Linked DNA regions of Canis lupus: region 2 is linked to region 1. The links are chromatin contacts, called in public Hi-C maps. All regions are on one chromosome and are shown on one strand. The core of a region is the stretch at or near the end of the contact, and the rest is flanking DNA. Distances in the headings are between cores, read along the strand shown. Region 1 overlaps KLF3 (Krueppel-like factor 3). Region 2 overlaps TBC1D1 (TBC1 domain family member 1).

The links. A called contact is a pair of places that touch in the nucleus more often than the background predicts.
Region 2: a contact with region 1 is called in a Hi-C map of blood, with 3 times the contacts expected there. The contact joins two enhancer-like sites. A contact is called at or near these places in 3 of 9 Hi-C or Micro-C datasets (amygdala and blood).

Annotation. Positions count from the first base shown.
Region 1 is chr3:74,220,139-74,228,026 of UU_Cfam_GSD_1.0, forward strand. It overlaps KLF3 (Krueppel-like factor 3), which reads right to left. Exons shown (of 6, transcript XM_038533491.1): 2 at 1,072-1,167. The coding sequence starts at 1,128. Among named protein-coding and RNA genes, the nearest start is that of KLF3, 13 kb to the right of the region's middle. Within about 2 kb of position 5,128, at least 6 of the 20 cell types and tissues checked have an H3K27ac peak or open chromatin away from gene starts, as enhancers often do. A contact at or near this core is called in blood, where this site is marked.
Region 2 is chr3:74,708,963-74,716,850 of UU_Cfam_GSD_1.0, forward strand. All of the region lies in intron 12 of TBC1D1 (TBC1 domain family member 1), which reads right to left. Among named protein-coding and RNA genes, the nearest start is that of TBC1D1, 180 kb to the right of the region's middle. Within about 2 kb of position 4,774, at least 3 of the 20 cell types and tissues checked have an H3K27ac peak or open chromatin away from gene starts, as enhancers often do. A contact at or near this core is called in blood, where this site is marked.

The sequences.
Region 1 (7,888 bases), core at 3,878-6,377:
GAAGGTGTTGAAAAAGACAACAAGATTCCCTCCCAGCCACAGACTCTTCCATAGTGGAAAGGAATCCCATCCTCATGGCTAGGTCCTCTCTCGTTACCTTCTCTTCAACCATCTCACTCAGGCACAGCTCAGTATAAGCTGTTGTCATTGGCTTTATTCTAAATATGTTTGTATTTTATTTAAGATTTTATTTACTTATTCATGGGAGACACAGGGAGAGAGGCAGAGACGTAGGCAGAGGGAGAAGCAGGCTCCCCATGGGGAGCCTGCTGTAGGACTCGATCCCAGAACCCCAGGATCACAATCTGAGCCAAAGGCAAACACTCAACCACTGAGCCACCCAGGTGTCCCCCGAATACATTTTTAGATGCAGGGCTGAGAATTTTTTTCTTCCCCAGGTTTCATCTTTTATTTAATCAGCTCCAGGAAGGACATGCTGAACACCACAGGACACAAAACGGAATATTTTTTTTTCTTCCAGTATTGAAAAAGAAAAGGACATTCACAAACATTTTTAAGAAACTATTCTATATAATTGGGTTGGTGATCTTGAGTAAGAACACCTCATAGAAACACATTCTTGATGCAGATTTCTTGTAAAAGTACAGCTGAAAGCTTCTTAATCATGATAAACATTGAGTATGGGATTTTTTTTTAATATCCTGGATGCACATTAATTTTTAAAAATCAGTCTGGTCAGGCTTTTTTTTTTTGAGGGGGGCAAACCAATAATCCCAAGAGCCCCAACAAAAAAGCTGGTAACTGAGGAGTTTTTATAAACCTCCTTCTGTCATGACTAGATTCACCTGTGACCCAAGTTCTATGCTGATCACATCTTGGGGGGCCTGGGGTACTGGTCTTGAGGAGACATGGATCCCATCTATTGAAGGGTATATGGTATTAAAGGTGCTAGGAGGGTGTTTAGCCCAGTTACCAACCGTGGCTTTGAGAAAAGTGCGTTTACCAAATGCCTGTCAAGTGATGAGTAACTTTAAGGAATAACACAACACACAATAATGTTATTGCCACTTGCAGTAAATAGGAAGAGGTGTTCAATTTTGGAAAACTTACCACCGACACAGAGTCCATGACCTCTTGCTTGACAGGGACCGGGTCAAACATGAGCATTCTTTTAGTTAAGCTTTCTAGGGTGCTCTGAGGTTTAGCCTAGAAAACAAAACAAGGTGTCCAAATAAATCCCAAGGTCACTTTAAACATAAGTGAGTAAAAATAAAACCTAATATTCCTCAAACCCCTTCTCTGCTCCTTCCTCTCCCCTGGCCCCAGAATGGCTGGAATTTATTTTCCTTACCTATGAAAGATGCCATTTTATATAATTAAAACCAGATTCCACGGTCATAAGTAGATGAGAGCCAACTGGCATTTCTAACTCCAATACATAAACCCTGACATTTTCTGGAACAATATGTACAGTCCCTCCTGAGCAGCAAAGCTTGCATAACATTGCTGTGCAATTCACCATCAGTTCACATGATATATGAATGTTAAACATTTTTCCTTATGTTCATTACAGACAAATCAAGAAAAAAACAAGACAGGCAAAAAGAAAACCTAGAACCAACCACCATTCATAACTTTGTTTTTATCCTTCCAAACTCTCTTTTAAAATGGATTATAGTATACATACGATTTAGTACCTATAATTTCACTTGACAACTGATTGTAAAAATGTTTCTTTTTCAGTAAGTATGGTTCCATACTGTGGAATTCAGTGTGCCACTGTGTGAACACAGCTTTTTTTTAAAGTATCCCTTTTTACTGGGCACTTAGATTGCTTCTAAATGTTCATCATTATGGATGGCAGTGAGCATCTTTATACTTATGCCTTCCTGCACACCCTTAATTTATTGTTAAATAGCGTAAGGGTAAATCTCACGTGGAGGAATTCTTGGGTGAGAAGCATGTACATTTTCCAAAGCAGCTGATCTATCATCCAGCAAAAATGCTCTATTATTTCCATGAATAAAACAGAACCCATTTCTCAACATGCCCACCTGCAATGTGCATTACCACTTAAAAAAAAAAAAAAAAAAACAACTTGGTTAGTTTGTCAGTTTCAAACTGGCAAACTATTTTTATTCTAAATTGATTTTGTTAAAGTCAAATTTTTTCCATTTTTATTTTCCATTTGCATGTCTCCTCTAGAGAAATGCCTATATATTGAGGTCTTGACTCCTTCCCCATCCCCAAGCTGCCCATTGTTTCCTAACCCACTTTTTATACATGAAGACTTATTTTTTGGTATTCACTCCCAATTCTTCATTAGGAAATAAGCTAATCTACAGCCTAATGTAAAGGAAATGTCCATCTTAATCCCATTTGGCCTTTCTCTTCTTCTGTTGTTATGCTCGTGTTATCCCTCCCTTTTCTTCTGTGTTCTGTACTAGTTCACTGCTGGCACTAATCTACATCAAGCCAACTGCTTCCTCACAAAACAGAATTTTTTGCTCAACTTTGCTCAACATCCAACTGCATTTCATATGTTTGCGAATCACTGCCCAGCTACTACCCACCCAGATCTTCGACAACCTGCTTTAGGCACCTACTATCCAAATTTGGTTTCAGGCTTCAGAGCTTTGGTTGAAGGCAAGGTCTTTACTGGACCACTTTGGTTTGTGTGGGAGAGTGAACGAGTTCTGGACTGCAGTCTACCTGAAAAAGCTGCAGAAGTCTCTGGTTCTAGGTTACCTCCTGTATTTCAGGATTAAAACTCCCCAGCCCCACCTCCACAATAGCAGTTGTATCCACGCTCTGTGGGTTTTACTACGAAATCTTCACATACGATTATAAAAGTAATACTGTGTCGTTCTTGTGCTCCCTTGCTCAGTTGAAGAAAGACTGTTCTGGGTCTCATGACAACACGTGAGTATCGTCATTAACTCAACATAAGGCTCTAACTTCGAATTTTATTTTCCTACACCACAGTATGTATTATAATCTGTGAACACAATTTGATACCAGGCTGCTCAAATCAATGGTGCTAATACCCTCTTATGTATGCCAGCAAAAACAAACCCCAACAGCCAGTGAAAAATGGATGATTTCATAATGAAGGATGAAAACCCCTTTTGTGTCTTAGGATCTATTATTAACCAGTTCCCAGCCAAGCAGCTGCGGAGATGGATATGGTTCTAAAAAATACTGTCCAGTGCCTCACAGCAGACTATAAACAAAAGATGTGAGATCTTCTGCTCAAATCAATGAGGTCAGGTAATTCAGCAGCCCTGACCTTTGGCTGGCCACCCTTCCCCCAAGCCTTTTAAATTTAATTTAATGGCTACCCTTCCCCCAAGCCTTTTAAATTGAATTTACTCTTAGATTCATCCACTTGACTGAAGGGTATCTTGATGCAAATCCTTCTAAATATAAGCAGTCCTATTCTCAGGTGCATAACAAAAAGAGCTCTGGTCTTGGTCTCTCTCTCTTTTTTTTAAGATTTTATTTATTTATTCATGAAAGACACAGAGAGAGAGGCAGAGACACAGGCAGAGGGAGAAGCAGGCTCCCTGCAGGAAGCTGACGTGGGACTCGATCCCAGGACTCCAGGATCATACCCTGAGCCAAAGGCAGAAGCTCAACAACTGAGCCACGCAGGTGCCCCGGTCATGGTCCTGAGACTCAAACAGGAGAGCTGCATCCTAGCTATGAAATTTAAAGCAAAACAGAACCCTTTGCCCTGTAAAGAGTTCGTATCAATAAACACATACGCAATTTCTGGATATACATAGGTGTGTACACGGCACTAACGCTGTTGGTTCCAACTTCAGGAGCAAAGTCAAGCATTTGTCTCTTTGCTAACGTAGGTAGGCTTTAGAGGTCGGTCCCCTCTGCCCTTTAAAAGACTCAGACTGAATTCAGTTTAAAAGTGACTACCAGCCTACATCCTGCCTGAGAGCTCACAGAGGGGCTTGCCACTTCCCAGCTGCACCACTGCAATAGCTTCCCAGCAAGTGTATGCCTCGCGGTACCTTACAGCCTTCACTACCAGTAAGAGCACACAGTGGAATTAGGATGGGCTCTGGTTCAAATTCTAACTCCACCATTTAGCTCATAAAGCCATTAACAACTTTTCCTAATGCCCAGAGCCGTGGCTATTAAATCCATTTAGAAATGAATGACACATTAACCTACTCTATCTCTTATCACTTAAAGACGTTATTTAAATCGCTTCATTAATGTTTATGTTTTATCTGAATTTTAGGAAATGAATGCTCCACAACTTGAAATCATAAATGAAAAAGGTAAAGTCTAATATAGAGCATCTGCCCTAATAAATTTTTTTCCTAATAAAATTTATTAAAAAATAATTGTGAAGGTATGTTTATAATATGTTCAAAACTGTACCTCAAGAGTAATTCAATCCCTGGTGAAGTGATAGTTCTCATTATAGAAGTATTTCAGCTAGTGAATGAAAAAGAAGTGGTACAATTAGAAGATCTCATTTTGAAAGACTTAGACAACGCAACGCTGGACAAAGTCTGCAACATTCAAATATCATTATGAATAGAACCAAACTCACTCACTGTCCATTTGCACGTCGAACAGTATTCCGTTCCCGACCTGGCTGCCTCTAAAAGGACCGATCATACTTTCAGCGATAGTCACAGGATATGGAACAAGAGGTGAAGGACGTGCAAAGAAGACTGTACACTCTTAAACTGTCAACCAGACGGCCCTTCTTGGGAGGGGGTCACGGGGTGGGAGAGCTTTAAACACACATCTGTGTGCCAATGTTTAAATGTATCAATTCTAGAATTAAAACTCAATCAAAGCACAGGAGGGAAGCTAAGCCAGAAAGAAACCAAATTTAGGAAGAGAATGGAACACAGGAACACAAATCAGGCATTTGTTTATTTATGTGCAGAAAAATTCTATAGTCTGTAACTAACTCCTGTGCCTATCTCTGGTCCTGACCGTGTCTTTGGGTTCTAGGAGGAGTGACTGCAAAGTCTCCAAGGTGCCATGCATACGACTGAGAAGTAACTTATGCACTGAAAGAACTAGAACGCAGTGGATCTTGTTCCATGTGGACAGCTCAGGCTCGGGGGACACTAACATCCTCGGTAAAGGACACTAAATAAAACACAACCGCGGCCGGAAAGCTCTTACGCGACACGGACCGCAGTCTTGAGCAGAACCAGGAGGTGGCGCGCTACAACAGGTATTAGGGGCTAAGGACACGCGGGAAATGGGAGTTTGCCGACCTCCCCGTCCTTAAACCCAGTGGGTTGTAAGCGGGCCCAGGAATTCTGTTAACCACTTTCTGTGGGTGCCACGGAGATGAGAAGTCCCCAAACGTGGTTCTGTTTTTTGTTTTTGTTTTTTCAAACAGCTATTTTCCAATCATTAATGCATTTACATCGTAGCCCTACTGAACTTGCCAGAATGATTTTCCATAACCGGAACAAATGTCATCCCTCCCTAACTGGGTTATTTTGCTGGGAAGAGCCATCCGACTGAATTTTTTCTCCAAAGAGAAGAAACACATTTCCCTTCACTCTCTCTACTTACACTTCTGACTTTTCCCAAGTTAAGACATGGGTCAGATTTTTTTGTCAAAATGCAAAAACGTGTGATTTAGGTATTTAAAAGCTTTGGTGAAAATCATTTACATAAAGTTTCAGAAGGAATGCAGTTCCATCTCACACTCATCCAGTCCACCAGGAGGCCTACTCAACAGCTGATTTAGGAGGATACAAATGAGCTGCAGAGCTCAGAAATAAGCACAACTCTTGATGTAAGAGGAGCCTATGATGTCACCAAACCTCCTTTGAAAGAAGCTTGTCTTGAAGCAGGAGCAAGTTTTATTATAGAAACAATCTTACCATTGTCCCTTCCTTAGAAACATCACACACACACACACACACACACACACACACACACACACAATGTGTGTGTGTCTGAAGCTAAGTTTCTTGTGATACAGCAGGATTTGCTCCTGACCTTCTCCCTTCTTGGGTACATTCCAAATCTCATTCCTCAGATCCTCAAAGGGTCCCTGCAGTATCCTCCCCCAACCCAGCCTGACCCTTAGACTCCAAATGACCTGCCAGCCTCGGAGCAATCTTTGTCTCCTGCTGACCTCAGCAAGGTGTAAGGAGAAAAACAGTAGGAACAAAGCATGACGTCATCTGCAAGTGCCCTTAATTTTCCCAAGGGTTTGGATGTTAAAAGAGAAAGTGTACTGCCTCCCCCCCACCACTGCCATTTACTCCCCAAAGGAACTGGGGAAAAAGAAAACACTAAAAAAAAAAAAAAAAAATTCGTGTGTGTGTGTGTGTGTGTGAGAGAGAGAGAGAGAGAGAGAGAGAGAGAGAGACTCCTGGTCAGGAGAAGGGCCAGGCCAGGCAAGCAGGGGACATCCCTGCAACTGAACTTCCTTTCAAAAGAAACACTTCTTTCTTCACTTCTGTACCCAAATGCTTTTAAGAGCTCCTGAGGAGTCACATTTTTATGGCAGTTGCCTTGGCCAGAGACAGGGCGGTTGGGGTGGGGTGGGGGCAGGCAACAAATGTGGGAGGGCATTTTTAGGTTGCAGGCTGCTTTCGGAACAGCCAGATGCTGGCCCCTACCTGGAAATGCGCATTTTCCTAGGGCTGGATGATTTTCACCTATCTTAGTCTTCTATTGTTGGTTTGAAAGGGGAAAAAAAAAACGCCATGGAGCATTTCTAAATCTTTGCCCCTCACAAACTGGGTTGGCCATTTTGCATCAAAATGTTTTGTAAATGGAAAGAAGTTAATTATTTAGTTTTAGATTAAATATAATGATCCAGTGAGCAAACAATCCGCCCTCTCTCCTCTCTCTGCTAACAAGCCACCCAATTTTACTTTCCTGCCTCCACCCATCTGCTCCACCCTATGGAGAGTTGCCAAGGCGAGTCCAACTTGTCCAAACAGGACATGGCTTCAGATAAGATTCTGTCCACACCCTGTACCTCGGAAAAGACCAAGTGAAGCAATTGATTTTGCATGTAAATAGGGACAGGTGCAAAGGTAACAACCAAGCAAAATCCCTACACGTTTGCAGACTGAGGCCCAGCTAAAGCAGGGCTGGGGGGTGGGGGGTGGGGAAACCCAAACCCATACTCTTTATAGGTAAACTCTCAAGTTCAACGCTGCCACCTGGCTAGTAGCATTCCACACCTTTCTGAAAGACATTTTCGCAAATGCAAATCATTTCGCCTACTAAGGTTACACGCTTGTTTTCCTTCTTCAGGCTCTCTGGCAATTTTGTGTTTTAGTCTGAAGGGCACAGAACTCAAGATCAATTGAAAAAACGCCCATACTGTGTAATAATCCTGCTGTGTACATATCTTACAAGGCCGGCCGCAGCCCTCACAATTCTCTTCCGTGAAGCGTTATATAATCAAATCCAGAAGGGCTGCGTGAGGCCACACGGCCTCTCATCTGCCTCTGCGCTGGTGCCCTATCACTGGAGACCCACCCCGCTCTCCCCCAAGGGGCCTCCACCCATGGGGCCCCACCCAGCAGGGAGTGGGAGGCAGGGAGGGACCAACTGGCTCGGGTCAGCAGCCAGTTCCTGGAAATTCCGGCCTGAGCAGGGATGGCTGGGACCTTACAAATAACCAGAAAGAGGGACGTCTGGGTGGCTCAGTGCAGGTCGTGATCCAGGGGTCCTGGGATCGGGTCCCGCATGGGGCTCTCCGCAGGTACCCTGCTTCTCCCTCTGCCTATGTCTCTGTCTCTGCCTCTCTCTCTGTTGTCTCTCATGGATAAATAAATAAAATCTTAAAAAAAAAAAAAAGAGTCATTAGGGTGGTGGCAATTCCTGGGCTCCCAAGGAGTCTCCATTAAAAGCTGACCTCACAGGGCCACCAGACCTTTGGATATGAAACCATGAGCTA
Region 2 (7,888 bases), core at 3,524-6,023, 490 kb after region 1:
TAAGGAATTGGGAATCATGAAAGATGTGAGGTTTTTACAGCCTTTAGGGAGATGTATTGCACTTACACATTCCTCAGCACTGGGAAGGTACCAGGGCTGTCGGGGAACGCACAGCTTGGTGGGTCAAACGACGGGCTGGTATAAAACCATGTGAACCAGTGCTGGGTGGGGGGAGCTATGAAGACAGGCTAGCGAGCCTAACTCTGCTGGAGTGGGGTGCAAGGGGAGGGCACGGTAAGGGCTGAGGAGCTGGGCACACACATTTTATTAAGCTATGCAGAGACTAGAAAGAGGGGACGCCTGGGTGGCTCAGCGGTTGAGCATCTGCCTTCAGCTCAGGGTGTGATCCCAGGGTCCTGGAATCGAGTCCCGCATCGGGCTCCCTGCGGGGAGCCTGCTTCTCCCTCTGCCTGTGTCTCTGCCTCTCTCTGTGGGTCTCTCATGAATAAATAGATAAAATCTTAAAAAAAAAAAAAAAAAAAAAAAAAAAAAAAAACCTAGAACAGAAGACCTGATTCTTCCAGGTCTCTGTCCCTACACCCTTCTAAATTAACTATTCGTCGGGAGTCTCCAAGACTCTATGAAGAGGACTTGGGGGTCAAGGAAGCTGAAAGCCCTGAATCCACCTGCTCCGGGGTTGTGAGGTCAGCTCCGAGGAACTGCAGGGAGGGCGGCGTGGTGGTGGAAGCGCAGGGCAGACGGCCAGGCAGAGGGCCCAGGACTGAAGGAAAGGTGGGCAGGGGACGCTCCTGGGGCTCTGGTCAGCCCACACCCCCACCTGCACCGAGAGCAGAGGCACCCGGAGCTTGGTTCCCCCCCAGCGGTGGGGAGGTGGTGCCTAGGAAAACTAAGGCCTGCATAAAAGCTTGAGAAGAGCCAGGAAAATGCTGTAGATGAATTTTTATATTTAATGCACGAGATAAAATTATCCTTTGAAATAAATTGCATTTGTTTTGGCATCTGCAAGGGGAACAATACTGTACTTTTCAAGAGGGCTGAAGGTCAGGGCTCTTGTTTCTTGATTAAAGTCAATAAAACTATTACAGATGAGCATATATTTGGTCTGTTGGACTATAAAACGCTGAGCCCTGTCACAGTTTGCTCTCCTATTGCCACGTCCAGAACACTGGATCTCAAACTGTGGTTCTGGCCATGTCCTGGGACACATCAGGGTGGACAAGCACCACTGGCAGCACAAGAGACCTCCGGGTGGTGCCAGCAGCATGCGTGTGCAAGGAGGCACTGGAACGCCCACCAGCAGCCACTGCATGCCCACTGCCCCCCACACCCCAGTGCTCTCTCCCTCCTCGTCTGGACAGTGGGGGACACGGTCAGCACTCACAGGAACACCATGGAAGACTGACCTCCAGGAGGGCCAGTCCCACTCTGATCCCTTCGTGGGGGTAGGGGCGGGACAGTGCTGGACGCAATGGTCAAGGGCCAAGTCCCGAAGCACAACCTCAGGACAACCGCCAGAGACGGAAGGTCACTCTGCATGAAATACAGGAATTAAAACACCACGATGGGGATCCCTGTGTGGCTCAGCGGTTTGGCGCCTGCCTTCGGCCTGGGGCATGATCCTGCAGTCCTGGGATCGAGTCCCGCGTTGGGCTCCCTGCATGGTGCCTGCTTCTCCCTCTGCCTGTGTCTCTGCCTCTCTCTCTCTCTCTCTCTCTCTCTCTCTCTCTCTCGGTGTCTCTCATGAGTAAATAAATAAAATCTTTTAAAAAAATTAAAAAAATATAACACCGTGATGACTTTGGGAATTTCAGGTGGTTCCACGTGACCCTGGGCAAGGGTGTACGCTGGGGTCGGGGAAGCACACGCAGATGGTGAGAAATGGGTCAGGTTGAGCAGTGAAGGGCCTCCTGCACTGGTAAGCAAGACCGTCATCCGGACACAAGTTCTAGGGAAGTGAAAAAATGACAAGCCATGGGGTTCTGCTTCAGAGCTGGTGAGTATATAATGTGGGGAGTGACCCTGTTACTCATACTTAGGCCTCTGATCTCATCCACATGGAGATTTTAAAAGATGTCAGCCCATCTTACACTCACCATTTACACTGTTAGCTCTCCCTGACACGTCTGTCAGGGGACAGCCGCTGCTCAAGCTCACCCTGCCTGGACCCCACAGGGGGTATGGAGGACAGTCTCCCTGACCTGCATCCTCACAGCAGCACACGGGGGCAGCACCCACAGAACTTGGGCCATGAGCCCTGCCTGTGGGAGAGCAGTTCTCACAGTGTGGTCTCCAGACCAGCAGCATCGGATCATCTGGTTGGTTGGTAGAAACATGAGTCGTGGCCTCACCTTAGACCCACTGGTTCACAGACTCTGGGGTGGGACCCAGTGACCTGGATTTTATTTTATTTATTTATTTATTTTTAAGATTTTAATTTATTTATTCATGAGAGAGACACAGAGAGAGGCAGAGGGAGAAGCAGGCTCCCTGCGGGGAGACCAAAGTGGGACTCAGCCCCAGGACCCTGGGATCATGCCCTGAGCGGAAAGGCAGACGCTCAACCACTGAGCCACCCAGGTGTTCCATGACCCGGCTTTTAACAGCTGGAATTCTATGCACCATGAAGTTCAAGAATCCCTGGCCTCTGGAATTCGGCATTTTTTTCAGCCACTTACTTAAAGTCACAGATTTATCTTAATTGGTGGTTTCACCTTATATGACACTAGGAAATGGAGTTACCTTTTAAATAAATTATTTCAAATTAATTAAGGACCCCATCCATAACGGATAACCTGACATTAAGTAAAAATCTAAAATAGAACATATCTTGATTGTCAAACACCAACCAAATCTCCTTTTCATCTTTGTCAAAGGCAATTGTTTGAAATAAAATTAATACCATTCTCTCAAGAAATGCATTCAGAAAGTCATCCCTCCCTTCTGACCCAGATCAACTACCCACACTATTACCATGATAATAAATTTCCTTCCAAAAAACTTCCAGATATGAACACAGTCAGAAACATAGACCGATGAGTCACCCGACAGAAACAGAAAAATATACTACTAAAAGCTAAGATCACGATTTCTCAATTCGTGATATTTGACCATCTGCAGAAAAGCAGCTCATCTGTTTACAGCCCAGCTTCCAGCACCTCCTCCATGTGAGCCTCCTCCAAGCAGGACAGCTCCTGCCCCACACCCTGCAAGGAAGGTATGCTCAGTCTCAGGGGTCTTCCTAGAAGCCTAGAGAGGAAAGCAACATCTTCACCATCAGATCCCCCCTGACCACAGTGAAGGGCACTGGAGTGGGGGGGTGTTAGAGTTGAACCTGGCACGTATGAGTGGCCGCATCACGGAATGAGAGCTTTCAAACTATGCCCCACGAAGCTGACAGCAAAGTCAGGGGCCTGGGAGGGGTGGGGAATGCAGCTGCCTTATCTGGGGCTGCTGAAACAACGAACCATAGACTGAGTGGCTGCAGCAACAGACATTTATTTCTCACAGTTCTGGAGGCTGGAAATCCAAATTCAGAGTGCCAGCACCCTTCTCCTGGCTTGCCTCCTTGTTATGCCCTTACGTGGCAAAGAGTGAGTGCGTGCACACTCTGGTCTCCTCCTCCTCTCACTTATGAGGCATGGATCCCAGATCCCATGGTGGACGCTTGACCCACGTGGCCTCCTCTAAACCCAGCTGCCTCCCAAAGGCCCCACCTCCAAACACCAGCACATTAGGTACTGGAGCTTCAACATGTGAATTTTCAGGGGACACACACACTCAATCCACAGGAGGAGCAAATAGAGTTCTACGCTACCCCTTCTCTCCATTTTGGCAGAGCAATCAGATTACGTGGGGTTTAGGGCCTCTAAGAACTTTCCTTAAAAAAAGAGTGCAGTCAGTAGCTAAGAAAAAAATTATGAAAGTACAGGTAACAAGGTTTTATTATGACCAGAAGGAATAAGATGGTGTTTTGAGTCTTGATGGACTGGCAAAAATCACAACCTTTTTTTTTTTTTTGGCAGGGGAAGAGGGGACCTGGACGCCAGGAAGAAAGAGCTGCTTGAGCAAAGGTGCCATGGTACTCCAGCTCAGAGCCACCCTCCCTTCCGAATCCACGCTACTTGCTATTCATGTCAATAAGGCAGCTGACTTGTGCTGCCATGTGACATCTTATATATTTTATCTGGGGGGCATCTTTTATAAACCAGCTCCTGGGATAGGGCTTAGAGGTGAACAGTCATCTGGTCTACCTTTTATCCCACTTCTTCACATAGCCTGCTTCCTTGTCAGTGCAGGACAACCTGACGTACCCCCGTGCAGGAAGTAGATTTTGAATGGTACTTCCAACCCCATCTGTTCCAGGGCACCAACCAGGTACTTAACAAACATGTGCTTCCAAGTCCCCAGATTACCTGGAGGGCTATTCCAGTGCTGGCCATGATAAGCCCACCTGCCAGTGAAAAATCACTTGAACACGCGAGAGATGATAAGAGAAAAGAACAACTCTGTAGCCTCGAGACATGAGACAAACACAATCTGTTGATATAGTATCAGAGAAAATACAACTGACCCTTGAATAACACCCCCCCCAAAAAAAAAAATCCAAGGCAGGAGGGAGGAAGGAAAGGTCCTAATGGCACACACGGGTGACCTGTCCAAGCAGCAAGGGAAGCTCGATGAGGTTCTGCTTGCATAATGGTCCTGCAGTGAGGACTCTGAGTTGGTGGCTGACAAGGATGGATGATGCTAAGGGCCCCAGCTACAAACTCTGCTGCCCTTCCCCTCACCCCTTCTCATGCATCTGTGGCTAAACACGCGAACCCCACCCATCCCATTACACAATGCTTATCTGGATATGATCTAAGGTCAGACTCCATGAGAGGAAGCCCATGACTTAAAAGTTAGGAAATACTTTTTTGTGCTTCACTGGGGAGAGGGGATGGGGAAATCCACACTGTGAAACAAGAAGTTTACAACAGTGACCCCGGTTCTTCCCCCAACTTGACACACTGCTCACTGGGCTATATGTGGAAAGGTGACCTTTCCACCTGGAAAACCCCAGCCTCACTGCCTTCCTTATAAGGGCCCATATCCTGAAGGAAGCCAACTCAGGAAGCAGCACTCTCTTTGGTAGCCACATCTGCTCGGAGGTTGGGAAGCTTGGGTTGTCGCTGTGTAAGATTGCAGGCCTTGTCATCAATGAGACAATGGAAACCAACAGTGTGATCACTAAGGTGGCTTCCACCCCTCCAAAGACAGCACCTTGATGTTCATTCAAAACCCTAACAGACTTCACGCAATCTGGTTTATGAGTTAAAGTGAACATATCAAGTTCAAATGTTCTTTGAAAACTGTTTGTAGTAAGCAAATTCTTTAAACGTTACCAGAGCTTACTTCGCCCAAAAAACTCATTAAACAACATTTCCTTCTGAAAGTCTACTGACCATGACTGAACATGGCACCTCCCAGAACACCTCCCAGCTTCCACGTACAGTTCCTAAGAAGTGAGAGGTGTTACGTGTGCACATGGCGCAAAACAAATGAGAAAAATTGGCTGCTCTGATGGAACAAAGTCATTTGGTAAAGACTTATTTCCACTCCAAAGGACGGACACTTTTCTAAGCTCCTTGGCACAACACAGAAAAAACCAAGTACTGTGCACACAGCCCAGAAACGGCACCTTAAATTTCCAGAAAGGTCAGCATGCCAGGAGCTGATCCTCCAGAGCCTGGGACCGTGTGCTTAGCTGGCCAGATCTCAGCTCACTAGACGTGTCAACCTCTGGACATCTGGAAAGCTGCCCATCCTCTGGACCTTCTGCTGGGATGATTTTAAAGAGTGCAATGTCTCTTTCTTTGCAATGATTCTGGTCGTCTGTCTCTCCCCATTGAGGGAGTTTGAAGAGAGACCAGTCTCCTATGTTTGCCAGCACTCTTGGCCCGTGCCTGGCTTTTCCATCTCTGACTCCAGAAAAGACAGCGGCGAGGTGAGTGAGGCGGGGCCTGTTGCCTCAGGTGTGTACCTGGGGTGGTGCAGGAGCAGGACCCACGTCTCCCCTGGCTCTAACTTCAAGTAATGACATGCACTTTGCCAACAAGCTAAAGCCATGGTGCAAACACCCTGCACACTGTCCAGGAGGCTCAGAGAGGTTCTTTCTAACCATGTGAGTATCCTCCATATGCTGTGGAGTCCTTGGTGTCCCAAGGACATCCCTTTGCTTGTCCTAAAAGTCCAGGGATGATAGAAGGGAAGGTGGTGAGGGTTGAGAAGGCAGCTGGTTTTAGTGGCTTCCCAACCCTACGAGGAACAGACTGTCTACACTCTGATGTAGCTCCCGTCTCTCGGGTGTGTCCTCGCTGGCAAGCCTAACATCCCTAACTCCACGAGGTGGGTGCTGTCATCAAGCCCACACGACAGTAGAGGACTCTGTGGCAACCGCCCTTGGTCAACAGCTCATACATGGAGGGGCCGGGACGGAAGCCCAGACCCAGTCTGGCTTAAAGATCCATACTCCACAACTCAACATCAAAAGAACAAATAATTCAATTACAAAGCAGGCAAAGGACTTGAAAAGACGATTCTCCAAAGATGATACACTAATGGCCAATAAGCATATGAAAAGATGCTCAACACCAGTACTCATTTAAGGAATGCAAATCAAAACCACGATGCAGTATCACCTTGTACCCATACGGTGGCCACTTCAAAAGAACCCCAGAAAGCAATTATCAGTGAGGCTACAGAGGAGAAACCGGAACACTTGTGCACTGTTGGAAGGAATGAAAAATGGTGCAGCTGCTGTGGAAAACAGTAATAAGGCGGCCCCCCTCCCCCCAGATTAAACACAGAATCACCATGTGATCCAGCCATCCCAATTCTAGATACATATGGAAAAGAACCGAAGGCAAGATCTTGGGCAGATATTTGCACAACCATGTTCACTACATCACTAGTCACAATAACCAAAAGATACAAACAATCTAAATATCCACTGACAGAGAAATAAACAAGATCTACCCCCCCCCACACACACACACAGAATGGAATATTATTCAGCCTTAAAAAGGAAGGCGGTCTTGTCACATGCTGGATGAACCTTGAGGGCACTGTATTTAGTGAAATAATCCTGTCGCAAAAAGACAAATACTATCCCCATTCCACTGATGTGAAGTGGCCACAGTAGTCAAACTCACAGAAGACAGAAAGTAGAATGGCAGTTGGCAGGAGTCAGACGGAAAAGGGCATGAAAAGTTGGTGTTTGATGGGTATAGAGTTTCAGTTTTGCAAGATTAGAAAGTTCCGTAGAATCATTGCACAAAAATGTGAATTTACTTAACACCATTGAACTACACACTTACAAATGGTGAAGATGGTAAATTTTATGTGTTTCTTACCAACTAAAAATTTTCAAATGTTTTTCTTCTTAAATCCATACTCTTCACCAGGATGCTTCACAAGGATTCTCCAGTGGATGTCTTTCTGAAATTATGCACGACACTTTTTCTCTCCAAGAGCCAGAGGCCATTTGCAAAAATACTCATCATGATGGGAGCTACCAATCAGCACCAAGTTTCACCTTATTTCTCCTCAGGACTGACAAAACAGAGGACCATGAACTGGACTGAGACAATGAAAAAAGGCCCATTTTTAAAACTCTGGCAACTCAGAAAAGGTGGGTGTGCAAGGAAAGAGTCTTGGTATAAATGAAAATCTGAGAGTCCAGGATATCCTCCCAAAGGTCATGCCAATCCAAAACATGCAGTCAGAACATTCCCAAGCCCTGTCTCTCTGCCATGGAAACAGGTGTCTTTCCCTGGGTCTGAGGTTTTCCAAGGCCATGCACTTTTGCCTTCTTCAGGCCCGAGCTCTCATTTCTTATGCAATACTGCCTCTCATGGAGGGAGACAGTTACTGCCGGCCCCACGTT